Regions from separate parts of the Sus scrofa genome. Here region 1 is linked to region 2. A link is a contact called in public HiChIP or PLAC-seq data. All regions are on one chromosome and are shown on one strand. The core of a region is the stretch at or near the end of the contact, and the rest is flanking DNA. Distances in the headings are between cores, read along the strand shown. Region 1 overlaps DNM2 (dynamin-2). Region 2 overlaps SLC44A2 (choline transporter-like protein 2).

Region 1 (6,385 bases), core at 1,240-3,739, 140 kb after region 2:
CCAGGGATCGAACCCAAGTCCTCATGGATACTAGTTGCATTCATTACCGCTGAACTCTGAAAAAAAGTTTTTTTAATGAAAAAAGGAAACTAGAAAGTTCCTATATGGCGCAGCAGGTTAAGGATCTGGCATTGCAGCTGTGATGGCACAGGCTGCAACTGTGGCATGGGTTCAATTCCTGGCCAGGGAACTTCCACATGCCAAGATTGTGGCAAGAAGAAAGGAAGGGAGGGAGGGAAAAGAAAAAGAGGAAAATAAGTTGTGGCTTGACTCTGGACATCATTCCGGAGCTCCACCTTGATGTTTGGGTTTTCCTTTTCCTCATAGGATGGTCCAGCAATTTGGGGTGGACTTTGAGAAGAGGATCGAGGGTTCTGGAGACCAAGTGGACACGCTAGAGCTCTCCGGGGGCGCCCGAATCAATCGCATCTTCCATGAGCGGTTTCCCTTTGAGCTGGTGAAGGTAGTGCTGCCAGGGCCCAGCCCGCTCATCTCTGGTCAGGCACCTTCCTGCTAGGGCCTTGAGCCTGGCTTCCTCGCAGGTCTCAAGTTCCTGCCTCCAGGCCTGAGCCTGCTGAGGGCAGAGGGCAGCCTGGGGAAGGTATCCATCCCATCCGCCCAGGCCTCCTTACCTGAGCCAGCAGGTTAGAGATTCCCAGCAGAGCTATATGCAAAGTTCTTCTTTCCCTCTAACAGAAACCAGTACATCTTCTTTGCAAAATACATAGAAAATGTCCCCTGCATATAGTTGAAGGGGAAAAAGCAGATTATGGGGCCAGCATGTGCAACAGAATATACAGATATTTATAACATCCTTTGTATGAAGTCGTACGCATGTGTCTAGATGACAGAGCTGCAGGGATATTCACAACAATGTCAGCTCTGGGGGCTGGGATGGGAGAATTTTTTAAACTGCCAGAAGTTTTACACTTTTTCCATTGACCAGATAACACTTTTGTAAAAATCAGTAAAGTTCTTTTCAATAGGAGAAAAAAAGCTAAAAGGAGAAAAACCTCCGTAATCCTAGTAGCCACAGGCAGTGCCTCTTAGCAGCACCTGAATGTGTCCTTTGAGAATTATTTCTGTGCAAATGCAGGCAAAAAACCTCCCTGTATCCACAAACATAGCACATAAAGTCATCCATATTAATGTGTGCATATATATTTTTTAAAAAACAAATTATGTGTCTTTGGACACTTTTTTTCTTTGATTTGTAGTATATGCATTTCATGTGTTGTCAGTGGCAAAACACTGTCTTATTTTATGGATATCCCATTGTGCATTTAACCAGTCTTCCATTGTTGGGCATTTAGGTTGTTTGAACATTTTAGCGTTTATGGATGGTTTTAGCTACAGGAATGTAGCTAATTCTTGATTAATTCCTCAAGATAAATTTTAGATCACTTAAAACTACCAGGTGACAGTTCAGGTATGTTTTTTATTTTTTTATTTTTTATTTATTTATTTATTTTATTTTCCCACTGTACAGCAAGGGGGTCAGGTTATCCTTACATGTATACATTACAATTACATTTTTCCCCCAGCCTTTCTTCTGTTGCAACATGTTTTTTATTTTTTATTTATTTTTTATTTTATTTTATTTTTTTTGTCTTTTTGCCATTTCTTGGGCCGCTCCCTCGGCATATGGAGGTTCCCAGGCTAGGGGTCTAATCGGAGCTGTAGCTGCCAGCCTACACCAGAGCCACAGCAACATGGGATCCGAGCCGTGTCTGCAACCTACACCACAGCTCACGGCAACGCCGGATCGTTAACCCACTGAGCAAGGGCAGGGACTGAACCCACAACCTCATGGTTCCTAGTCAGATTCGTTAACCACTGCACCACGACAGGAACTCACAGGTATGTTTTTTAGATGTTCTCGATTTATATTGCTGAGTAGTAGCCCAGAAGAAAGTTGATATGAATTGATTTTCCTTCCAAGAGAGCAAGAGTGTTTGTTTCAGAACATCTTTGTTGAAACTGAGTTTTAATATTTTTAAAAATTTTTGACCAGTTAAATATTCTGCCAGGTGAATGCAAACAGGACACAGGAGATCACACTCCCCCCACTAGAGACCTATTGTCGGGGGTGCCTAGGTAGCTCCTTGCATGTGTTTGGTTTGTCTGTTCTCAGATGGAGTTTGATGAGAAGGACTTAAGACGGGAGATCAGCTATGCCATTAAGAACATCCATGGAGTCAGGCAAGTTCCATTCATGAGTCACCATGTTCCCATCATTTCCATGGTGCCACCCTGCAGCCAGTCAGTGCCCCCCCAAACCTCTGGGTGCCCCGATTGATTGTGAGACCTGGAAAGGGCTCCAGAGTGATTTGCAGTAGCTGTCAGTCTCTCCCTCTGGTCTCCAAGTTCACTCAAGTGTGTATGTGAGTAGTTCTGTGTGGATCTCTTGTATCCCCTTGGGCTGTCCACTGCTCTTGGGTTAAACATTGGTTAAACCTCCCAGTCACTGTGGTCAGGAAGTAAGAAAACTCACTGCAGATTTGCCCTGGGGGGCGGGGAATGGAAGGGAGCTGAGTCACTATTACAGGAACCCACCGGTGCCCCATGAGCCTCCTGGGTCCCCACCCTGTTCCGGCAAAAATCATGGCTCCCGGCCTCCAGTCTCTTGTTGCCAAGGGGTCCTCAGATCACCCCGGGGGGTTCCAGGTAGTGGATGCAAGCGTCTGACCCCCCCAGACTTGCTGTGACCTTGGCTTTCTCGGGAACCGGCCTGTGCCTGTGAAATTGCTGACCGTGCTTTGTTTCTCTCTGACTTATCTCCCCTGCCCCCGGGTACGGATGGTTTTAGGACCGGGCTCTTCACCCCGGACTTGGCATTCGAGGCCATTGTGAAAAAGCAGGTCGTCAAGCTGAAAGAGCCCTGTCTGAAATGTGTCGACCTGGTTATCCAGGAGCTAATCAATACAGTTAGGCAGTGTACCAGTAAGGTATTGGACCCTCGGCAGGGTGACTCCTGGCCTTGTGGAAACGGGGCTACGGGGGTTTGGTATCAGGCTCCCAGTGCTGCTTGGCCTTTGCCCTGCTGGTCCCCTCACCTCTCCTTCCCAGATTGCCTCGGTGTCCAAGAACGTGGCCTCTTCCCAGAGGCTGGGGCGGGCGCGTTTCGGCCTGGGTGCAACCGGGGGTGCCAGACCTCCAGATTCCAGACTGGTGGGCAGGGCGCCCTGGGACCTTGATACCAAGCTTAGCATGTATTGGATGGGGGTTTCGTCGCGCTGTCGCTTTGCTGTCTTCTGGGTAGCAGAGAGGGACCTTGTGTCACCTCCTGGAGGCCAAGCTCCCTACACCTCCCTGCCCATCACCCCTTCTTGACAAAGGTGTGGTGCTTTAAGCACTCCCCAGTCAGCCACTTCTCTGTCCCCGAGGCGCCGAGAAAGCCCGAATGCCAACAGCATAATGAGTGCTCTGTCTGGCTTGGCCCCTAATGGCCTCTGCCAGCTCCCCAGCACCGCCCCAGGGGCAGGGTTGTCCCCCTAGGCAGCCCGTCCTCTGATTCCCCTAGGTCACAGTCACCTGTGTGCCAGTGTTCACAGGCCACTGCCTCCACATGGCAGGACATACCAGCTTCCCCGCGGGCCTGGCTCCCAGGGCAGCACGCTTTGGCCGAGCAGCTGAAGTGCTTCCCAGCGGGCGGTCTATGCTTGCACATCCACCATGGCCGTAGAGCTCTGGGTCAGCCTTCCAAGGCCAGAATTTCTGCTTTGATCCTTCTGTACTCAGTCTGGAAAAGCCCACATTTGCTTCTTAAGCTTCTTCGATTGGAAGAGGGAGGGGAAAGAAACCCAGATGGTTTGGACATTATCGTCACATATAAGAAAATTCAAGGCCTCCCTATATCCATACCTGTTCGGTATGCCCACTCTGACCCATGGCACTTGTGTAATTAAAGCCCAGACCATGCCCACCCCTCAGACCCAGGACGCCTCTTGATCCAAAGCAGCTTCCGGGGCAAATGCGGGCACAGGCTCCTCCGTGCATGTCACTAACCAGCTGACTCTCGTTTCTTCTCTCTCTGTCTCCTGTCCCGCGTGTGTGGCCTGCACTGCCCCTGGGTGTCTCTCTGCCTCATCCCGCCCTCCGCATGACCCAGGACGGGGCTCTTCACCCCCGACATGGCCTTTGAAGCCATTGTGAAAAAACAGATTGTAAAACTCAAAGAGCCAAGTTTGAAGTGTGTTGATCTCGTGGTTTCAGAACTGGCCACGGTCATTAAAAAGTGTGCCGAGAAGGTAACCAAAGATTTCATTATTATCACCTGTGTACTCATCCCCCACCTTCTTCTTCCCATTGTTAGTCTTAACCCCGAGCATCTGGGAAACTCTGCCTCGGCAGGAACCCCCTTCCGTGGGCCAGTGGTACTTGGTGACCTCAGCTTTGCCTCGGCAGTAATGGTGTGGAGGGCATGTCCCATGGCGCATGGGTTCCACTTTTGCAGGTTGGGCCTCGGATGGAGGTAGAAAGCCTTTGTGGCCAGATGCATTTACTAAGCAAGCAACAGGGGTGAGGGCCCGTGCCCATCCCTGGAAAAGTGGGTTTCCAAACTGTCACCAGTGTGGTGAAACACGTTGCCAGCACGAAGACCTGTGTGTTCTTTTTTTTTTAGACCTGTGTGTTCTTACATCATGGGGCCTTTAAGAGGTTTTCCCACAGGTGATTTTGACCATTGGCTCAATTTTCCCTGATTCGTGGCCTCTCCCCAAACCGTGGAAGGTGGGCTTCTGTGTGTTGGGTTTGGTTACCACTGCACAGGCTGGGAGCCCCCAGGGTGTCTGGAGGAATGAAGCCCAAAGTGAGGTGATGGGGAATTTTCTTCAAGGGGGTCCCTCTGAGGTAGATGGCCCAGATGCTGCCTCCATCCTAGAAGGGGCCCTGCGCCCTCCCCGCCCTGGTAGCCCAGCGGCTTTCATTAAACTGTCCTGGCTCTCACCCAGCTGCTGCGTAGGAGGGGGGTAGCCATCACCCGCTGTCTCTGCCGTTTTCCACCTCGAATTGCATTCTCGAAAAGCACTTCTGCTTGTGCGTGGGCACCCTCTCCATCTCTCCAGCCCGCCGTCCCCCCACCTTCCCCTCCTGGTCTCCCAGCCAGAGCGCCTGTGAGACAGGAGCCAGGTGGGGACTCGGTGGGCCCACCCCCTGTCACCCCACCCCTATGTTTTTCCCTTTGGCTCATGTTGCCTCCCAGCCAATGCCGCCACTCTGATTTCCCCCCAGCTCAGCTCCTACCCCCGGCTGCGAGAGGAGACGGAACGAATCGTCACCACTTACATCCGGGAACGGGAGGGGAGAACCAAGGACCAGGTACTGGCCTTTTGTCTTCTTCAGGTACAATTCATATACAGGAAATGTTGGCTGTGCAGTTCTGTGAGTTTTGACAAACGCATACAGCAGGGTAACCCCCACCTCTCTCAACATACGAAGCAGTTCTGTTACCCCTCCAAACTCTCATCTTTGTGCCCCTTTGTCATCAAGCCTTCCTGGACCCCAGGCCCTGGAGACCACTGGGCTGTTCCCTGTTCCTATAGTTTTGCCATTTCCAGAGTGTTCTGTGAACAGACTCTTGGCTGTGGAAGCCTCTTGATTCTGTCTCCCTTCACTTGGCCTCATGCATTCTCTGATGTTTGAGGTGTCCCCAAAGTATGTCTCTCTGTTTCTCTCTCTTTTTTTTTTTTTTTTTTTTTTTTTTTTTTTTTTTTTTTTGTCTTTTAAGGGCTGTACCCACAGAATATGGAAGTTCCCAAGCCAGGGGTCAAATCAGAGCGACAGCTGCCGGCTATAGTCACAGCCACAGCAACGCCAGATCTGAGCTGCGTCTGCGACCTACACCACAGCTCATGGCAATACTGGATCGTTAACCCACTGAGCGAGGCCAGGGATCGAACTCGCATCCTCATGGATACTAGTTGGGTTTGTTACCCCTGAGCCACAATGGGAGCTCCAAAGTGTCTCTTTTGACTGTTGGGTAGTGTTTCATGGTAAGCATGGACCACAGCCTGCTTATCCATTCACCCGCTGAACACGTTGGAGGTGCTTTTTGTGTTTTAACATGGTCTTGTGAAGACCAGTCAAATATGCATAAAGGTAGAGAGAGGGATGCCCCAACTCAGCCACAGCAAGAGTCTCCCCTGTCACCTGCTTGGCCCAGGGCTGTCATTCTGCCCATGTCCTGGGGCCCTGCGCCTGGGCTAGGTCACTTCCCCCCAGTGGCCTGCCATGATCTCATGGCAGCTGGCTGTTCAAACCGGAACCCAAACAAGCCTACCTGTTGTGTTAGGTTGTGAGAACAGTCCCTCTCCCCTTGACATGGATGGAGAATAAACTGGCTCGTTTGTCTGTCAGTGGATTCCCCCTTTCCCTCATATCTTCT
Region 2 (6,243 bases), core at 3,624-6,123:
CCTGGCCCAGGTCGGTTCCTACTAGTGTGTGGGACAGGACCCCGGGGGTCCTGGACCAAATTTCCTCTCTCCAACTCTTTGAGAAGGTGGGCTCTAAGGGTCCTAGACTGTGGCAAGTGAGAGTAACTGGGGGGATGGGGGTGGGGTTCTACCAGGGCAAGTGGGGTCTCCGCTCACCTCTGCATCCCTTCCACTACCAGCTGCGGAGAACAAGTTTGCAAAATTCCTCATGACCTGTCTCAAATGTTGCTTCTGGTGCCTGGAGAAATTCATCAAATTCCTCAACAGGAATGCCTACATCATGGTGAGTAGGCTTGGGATCAGGAACTAACCCACGAGATCCTGTGGGGTGGAGAAGCCCTCATGCCCCACCCGAAGGGCCTGATCCATCCCTCCCACTTCCCTCCAGATTGCCATCTACGGCACCAACTTCTGCACCTCGGCCAGAAACGCCTTCTTCCTGCTCATGAGAAACATCATCAGGTCAGGGAAAACACCATTCTTCTGGCCTCCTCTCTCCTCCCCTGTGGCCCTGAGCCAGCATTCACGCCTGCCTCTTTACTGTCCCCTGCAGAGTGGCTGTCCTGGACAAAGTTACCGACTTCCTCTTCCTGTTGGGCAAACTTCTGATTGTGGGTAGCGTGGGTGAGTGCTACTCATCCAGCCTGCCCAGTTGTGGGGAGCCTGTTGGGGGCCACTTGAGAACCGCTGTTGGGCCCCCATATCTCCTGTGATATGTTCTCTTCCTTAGGGTATTTTTGGGGGTGCTCCCTTCTTTATCCAGAACCTTCTCCATCTTGATTTCCTTCCTCTTTCCAGGGATCCTAGCTTTCTTCTTCTTCACCCACCGAATCAGGATCGTGCAGGACACAGCACCACCCCTCAATTATTACTGGGTGCCTATACTGGTACGAACCTTTGGTGACAGACAGGTTGGGGAGAAGATGTTGGGACTTGCCTGGGCTCCTTTGGACAGATGTGCATGGGAGTCGGAGGTGGGGAATTGATGATTAACTCAGGCCACAAACACTTATTTAGTACCAACTGTGTTCTAGGCATGAAGTGGGAGGGCTTCCCTTTAAAGGCCTCACAGTTTAGTAGTAAAGGATGTTAATCAATAATGATGTGGGTGAGGAGTTCCCTGGTGGCTCAGCAGGTTAAGGACCTGGCATTGTCGCTGCTGTGGTTCAGGTCGCTGGTATGGCTGTGTGGCTCAGGTTCAATCCCTGGCCTAGGAACTTCTGCATGCTGTAGACACAACCAAAAAAAAAAAAAAAGTATCACTTTGGGGGTTTTTTGTTTGTTTTTTAATTTTTGGCCACCCCATGGCCTATGGAGTTTCTGGGCCAGGGATCAGATCCAAGCCGCAGTTGCAACTTACACCACAACTGCAGCAACACTGGATCCTTTAACCCACTGTGCCAGACTGGGGATCAAACCTGTGTCCTGGCGCTGCAGAGATGCTGCTGATCCGTTGCACCCCAGCAGGAACTCCAGTATCACTTTGTTTTTAAAAAAAAAAAAAAAAATGATGCGGGTGGATGCATGATTGCAAACTTATATGTGTCACAGAGCAGAATTACAGGGAACCAACTGTTTCTGGTGGAGGATTTGGGCAGGTGTGGGAGTTCAGAGGGCTTCACTGTGGAGGTGGGTCACATCTGAGGTCTAAAGGAGATGCAGGCAACATCCAGGCAGAGGGAACAAGAACGGAGGCGCTGAGGCAGGACTATTCCAGGAACAATGAGCCAATCACTCTGGCTGGTGTGAGGGAGTGACGTGGAGAGGGGTGGCGATAAGGGCCTTGGCAGAGTTATGTCATCACCCTAAGAGCCGTGCAGTATCAGGGCAGGCCTTGGGGCCCAGTGTCCTAGATCTTTATCTTCCTCCTCTCCTTGCTAGTTTGAAGATGAGTGACTTTGGGCAAGTTAATTTAATCTCTAAAGTCCACTCGCTTCAGTTGCTCAGTGTTTATCAGGTATCTCCCACGGCCCTGCGAGTCTCCAGATTGCTGGGAATATAGTGATAAGTGAGTGAGTCAGACAGTCTAGTAGGGATGTGGGTAGTAACCTGTCTTGCCCTGGATGTGCGTTGAATTGTACAGAGGCCTCAGAGCAGAGACTCATCAGCAGGGAAATGGCATGACCCCAGCCTGGGAGAGATGTGGTGGTGGGTGTGGGTTGCCCTAGGTAAGAGCTGGAGTGGAAATGGCTCATCTGTCTTTGCCCAGACGGTAATCGTTGGCTCCTACCTGATTGCCCATGGCTTCTTCAGCGTCTACGGCATGTGTGTGGACACGCTGTTCCTCTGCTTCTGTGAGTGACCCCTCACTTGGCGGGACCCCGACTCCCTCCCCCACTCTGGGCAGACCATCTCCCTCCCCTGGGGCTGCACATTTGCCTGCCCAGCACCCCCCACCCCGGGGCCCCGGCTCAGCACCCCCTCGGCTCCCTCCTGCACTCAGAGTTTCAGAGCTGCTCCATTCTGTTGTCCCCTGGTTCAGGCTGCAGCTGGGACGCTCTGCCCCTGGGCCCTCAGCTTTGGAGTTTCTGGCTTTGTTGGGGGGGGGGCGGGGGGATCTGTGGCTGCCACTAACTCTGGTCTCTCCATCTGTCTGTTTGTGTTTGTTTTCTCTCTTTTCTCTTCCTCTCCTCATGCCTGCTGGCTTCCCTGTTCTTCCCTGCCTCCTTTCCCCCACCCTTCCTGACTCTCCCATTTCCCGCCTGCTGGTTCCTGGGGGGAGCCCAGGTGAGGACCTGGAAAGGAATGACGGCTCTCAGGAGCGACCCTACTTCATGTCGCCCGAGCTGAGAGACATCCTGTTGAAGGGGAGTGCGGAGGAGGGGAAGCGGGCCGAAGTTGAGGAGTAGAGCTGGAGGCTGGCTTGGGAGCCAGGCAGGCCTCCTCGTTTCCTCCCTGTAGACTGGGGGTGCATGCGGGGCTTTGGGCCTGGGAGTGGGGAGCGTGTGTGTGTGTGTGTGTGTGTGTGTGTGTGTGTGTGTGTGTGTGTGTGTGTGTGTGTCTTGTTCCCATCCCACTACAGTCCATCCCCTCCAGTCCCAGTGTGTCTTGCTTCCTAACCCTCTAAGGCTTCTCTGTGGCCCCTGCCTGCCTGCCCTGTCCCCTCCCTGTCTCCCCCCCACAAGGCCCCTGCCCTTGGGCTTCCCTCATACCACCTGCTCTGGGGCCTCTCTCCGCAGTGGAGGACCTGGAGAGGAACGATGGCTCGATGGAGAGGCCTTACTTCATGTCTCCCACCCTCAAGAGGCTTTTGAACAAGACCAACAGGAAGCCGGCTGAGTCCTAAAGGCCCGGCCCCTGCCCCCCCACCTCCCTGAAAGTCTCACAGTGGGTGCTCGGCAGCTGTGGGTCAGAATCCCTAGCCCATCGGGCTGACCTGAAGTCCTATCACTGCCACCCTCTTCCAGCCCCGCATCATCCAGTCACCACCCATTTCTGGGAAGCTGGAGGATTGGGGGCATCCCATCCCTATACCAAGGGCCAGTCTGTTTTCACAGGGCAGCCCCCCAAGACTGCACAGTGAGTCTTTCCAGCCTCCCCTGGCCCGGATGAGAAGCGCAGCGAGGCTTCTTGATGGCTGGCAGGCGAGAGAACCCGGCCTCTGTGGGCTGTCCTCCATCGCCTGTCCCCCTTTTAGGACAGGACAGCATCTGTGTATGCAGAAGCGGTGACCACAGCAAGGCTACCACCATTCACTTTGTGTCTGCTCCGGCCAGAATGCCAGGACCCTTCTCCAGGGCTGAACAACTGGCCACCGGCCACTCCAGGCATTTCTTCGTTAATATTTTTTTAACCTGGATGTGCATTAAAGGATCTGTTAGCTTTTTTTCTGTCCGTCTTCACGACTGAGATGGGTCTGCTAAGGAATGCTTTTCTGCTTTCTCGTGTCCACTCCTTGGGTGTGGCTGGGGTGGGAGTGTGCGCACCCAGGTTGGGGTGTTTCCTGGCAGGGGAGACAGTAGTAGGCTGTGTTGATGGGAGAAGGGGGAGGGAAGCTGTCAGGGGAGGTTGCCTGGGAGCAGGCTGGTGTGGGGCAGGAGGGAGGAGGTGGCTAGCAGCAGCTTAATGGAAACCGGCTGCCTGGCAGGCTGGCTGGTGGGGTTGGGCCGAATTTCTCTCCTTTCTCTGCCAGTTATTGACACAGCTCTCTTTGTGAGAGAGAAAAGAACTGAATCCACCCAAGGGACAATTTCAGATGAAAGGGGGGTGGGAATAGGGCCAGATGCCCTGGGCAAATGGGGGGGGGGCCCTTCTGCCCAGTCACCTCACCTTGAGGATCCTTTTGCCAAATTTGTTGAACTCAGGGGAACTGGTGTCCTGGTTCCCCCTTCGCCATCTCCCAAGGCCCTGGATCCGGGATCCCAGAGAGGGAGAAACCCCAGCCTAGGGTTTCTTTCTCCTGTGCCTGCCACCCCCTTCCCTGTGCTGTCCTCACAGCCCTACATGTAACTGCATTCCAACCACTAATAAAGTGCCTATTGTACAGAGCCTGGGCCTGGAGTGTTTGTCGGGGGAGTGGGAGGCTGGTAGGAGGAACCCCAGCTTCAAAAGCCCCGGGATCCTCTGAACCCTAGCAACTTTCCCCAGGGGAAGGAGGGAGAGCAGGAAGCCCTCTGTCTGTTGGCCTGTCTCTATCCGTATTCCACCATGCAGGCAGCTGAGGTTTCTCCTGATGCCTAGACTCCAGAGGGCAGCACTGACCTGCCCACTGCCTCAGCACACAGCCTAGACACGTGCCCCAGGCCCCCTTTGTCTCCAGCCTGGGCCAGGCACCTGGGCATCAATCACAGTCTAATCTAGTGGCTTGGGACCTGCAGAGCTGCCCCGCCCTGCTGCCTGGAGGCTCGCCACTGCCCCCTGGTGCCAGCTGTCTATCACTTGTCTCATGGCCCCACTGTGTTAACTGCCTTTCTCACCCTGTACATCCTGGAATGTCCCTGGAATTTTTTTTTTTTTTTTAATCTCATAATGATGGTTTATATTTGCATATTTGTTTATAAAGATAACCTGAGGATACAGCAAATTGTGATCATTATCCACATCCCTTTTTGGCAGCTACATAAAGAACAGGAGGCAGGTAGAGAGCTCATGGTTAAGCCACAATGATCATACATGTGTGAATACAGGGCATTCTGCTTAGGTGTCTAAGTTTCTGATGTTCACTCTGGACTCAGCAATGCACTCATTTTATTTTCCAGGGTGGAATTTCATGTCTTGCAGCTGCAGCTGCTACTTCTCACAGAATTTCCCTGTGTCTGGATTCACTGAGGTTCAGGTTCTTTGTGTCTCTGTGCAGAAGGAATTCAGCGAGAGACAAAGTGATTGGTAGGCAAAAATAGGTTTATTAGGACGCTTGTGAGAGATACAAGCAGGCAAGCACAGAAGCTCTGCCTGGAATTTTTTCTTAAAAGTTTTTGGAGTACTTTTTTTTTTTTTTTTTCTTTTTAAGCCACCCCGAGGCATATGGAGTTCCTGGGCCAGGGATCAGATTGCAACCTATGTTGTAGCTGTGGCAACACTGGATCCTTTACCCACTGTGCTAGGCTGGAATTGAAACCTTCATCCTAGAGCTGCAGAGGCACCATGGATTCTGTTGTGCCACAGCGGGAACCCCTGGAGTACTTTTTATCTGCATGTATACTCTCCCCATTCATTAGTTAAGGTAGGGAAGTTGGGCGAAGTGTCTGAAGGTTGCCCAGTAGACAAGGGGCTGAGAAGTTCAGGTCTTGACCCCAAAGACCTCACCCTATATCTTGTACAGCCATTCTCTGAGTTTGCTTGTTCACCTCATTTTTTTTTTTCCTTCTGCATCTAAAGGCATGCAGAAGTTCCCAATTTTCAAGCTGAGCCATAGCCTGATCCACCGGGGAACGCCAAACCCCATCTTTTGAGTTGGTTCCTTCCTTACCCTCAGTTCCTGTTAACCCTGCCTCCAAAATAGGTCCTAAACCCTCCCACTTCTCCCCGTATCTTCAGTTTCCAGCTCTCATCACTCATCACCCCCCACCCCCCACCCTGTCCTTCGCTGTTCCCTCCCTGACCCACCCCGAGCAGGCACAGAAGGGCACCTGCAAACACCTGAATTCATAATCGTCTCTGCTCAAGAACCCCCAGTGAAACCCAAAGTCTTCAAGGCAGCCCACAAGGCCCTGACCCATTAACACCCCCTTGCCGGCTCTTCCAGCCACCCTGGCCCCAGGGCTTGTGCCTGAAATACTCCTG

What was found. HiChIP or PLAC-seq counts read pairs in DNA pulled down with a chosen protein or histone mark.
Region 1: an H3K27ac HiChIP or PLAC-seq map of alveolar macrophages shows a contact between it and region 2. The contact joins two enhancer-like sites. A contact is called at or near these places in 1 of 47 Hi-C or Micro-C datasets (alveolar macrophages) and 1 of 2 datasets of contacts at active chromatin or transcription factors (alveolar macrophages).

The regions. Positions count from the first base shown.
Region 1 is chr2:69,538,027-69,544,411 of Sscrofa11.1, forward strand. It overlaps DNM2 (dynamin-2), which reads left to right. Exons shown (of 20, transcript XM_021083818.1): 8 at 328-463; 9 at 2,135-2,202; 10 at 2,810-2,948; 11 at 5,233-5,319. Among named protein-coding and RNA genes, the nearest start is that of MIR199A-2, 17 kb to the right of the region's middle. Within about 2 kb of position 2,490, at least 12 of the 83 cell types and tissues checked have an H3K27ac peak or open chromatin away from gene starts, as enhancers often do. A contact at or near this core is called in alveolar macrophages, where this site is marked.
Region 2 is chr2:69,394,573-69,400,815 of Sscrofa11.1, forward strand. SLC44A2 (choline transporter-like protein 2) reads left to right here. Exons shown (of 22, transcript XM_021083792.1): 17 at 201-304; 18 at 410-483; 19 at 575-645; 20 at 820-908; 21 at 2,231-2,315; 22 at 3,201-4,509. The coding sequence ends at 3,307. Among named protein-coding and RNA genes, the nearest start is that of ILF3, 16 kb to the right of the region's middle. Within about 2 kb of position 4,874, at least 20 of the 83 cell types and tissues checked have an H3K27ac peak or open chromatin away from gene starts, as enhancers often do. A contact at or near this core is called in alveolar macrophages, where this site is marked.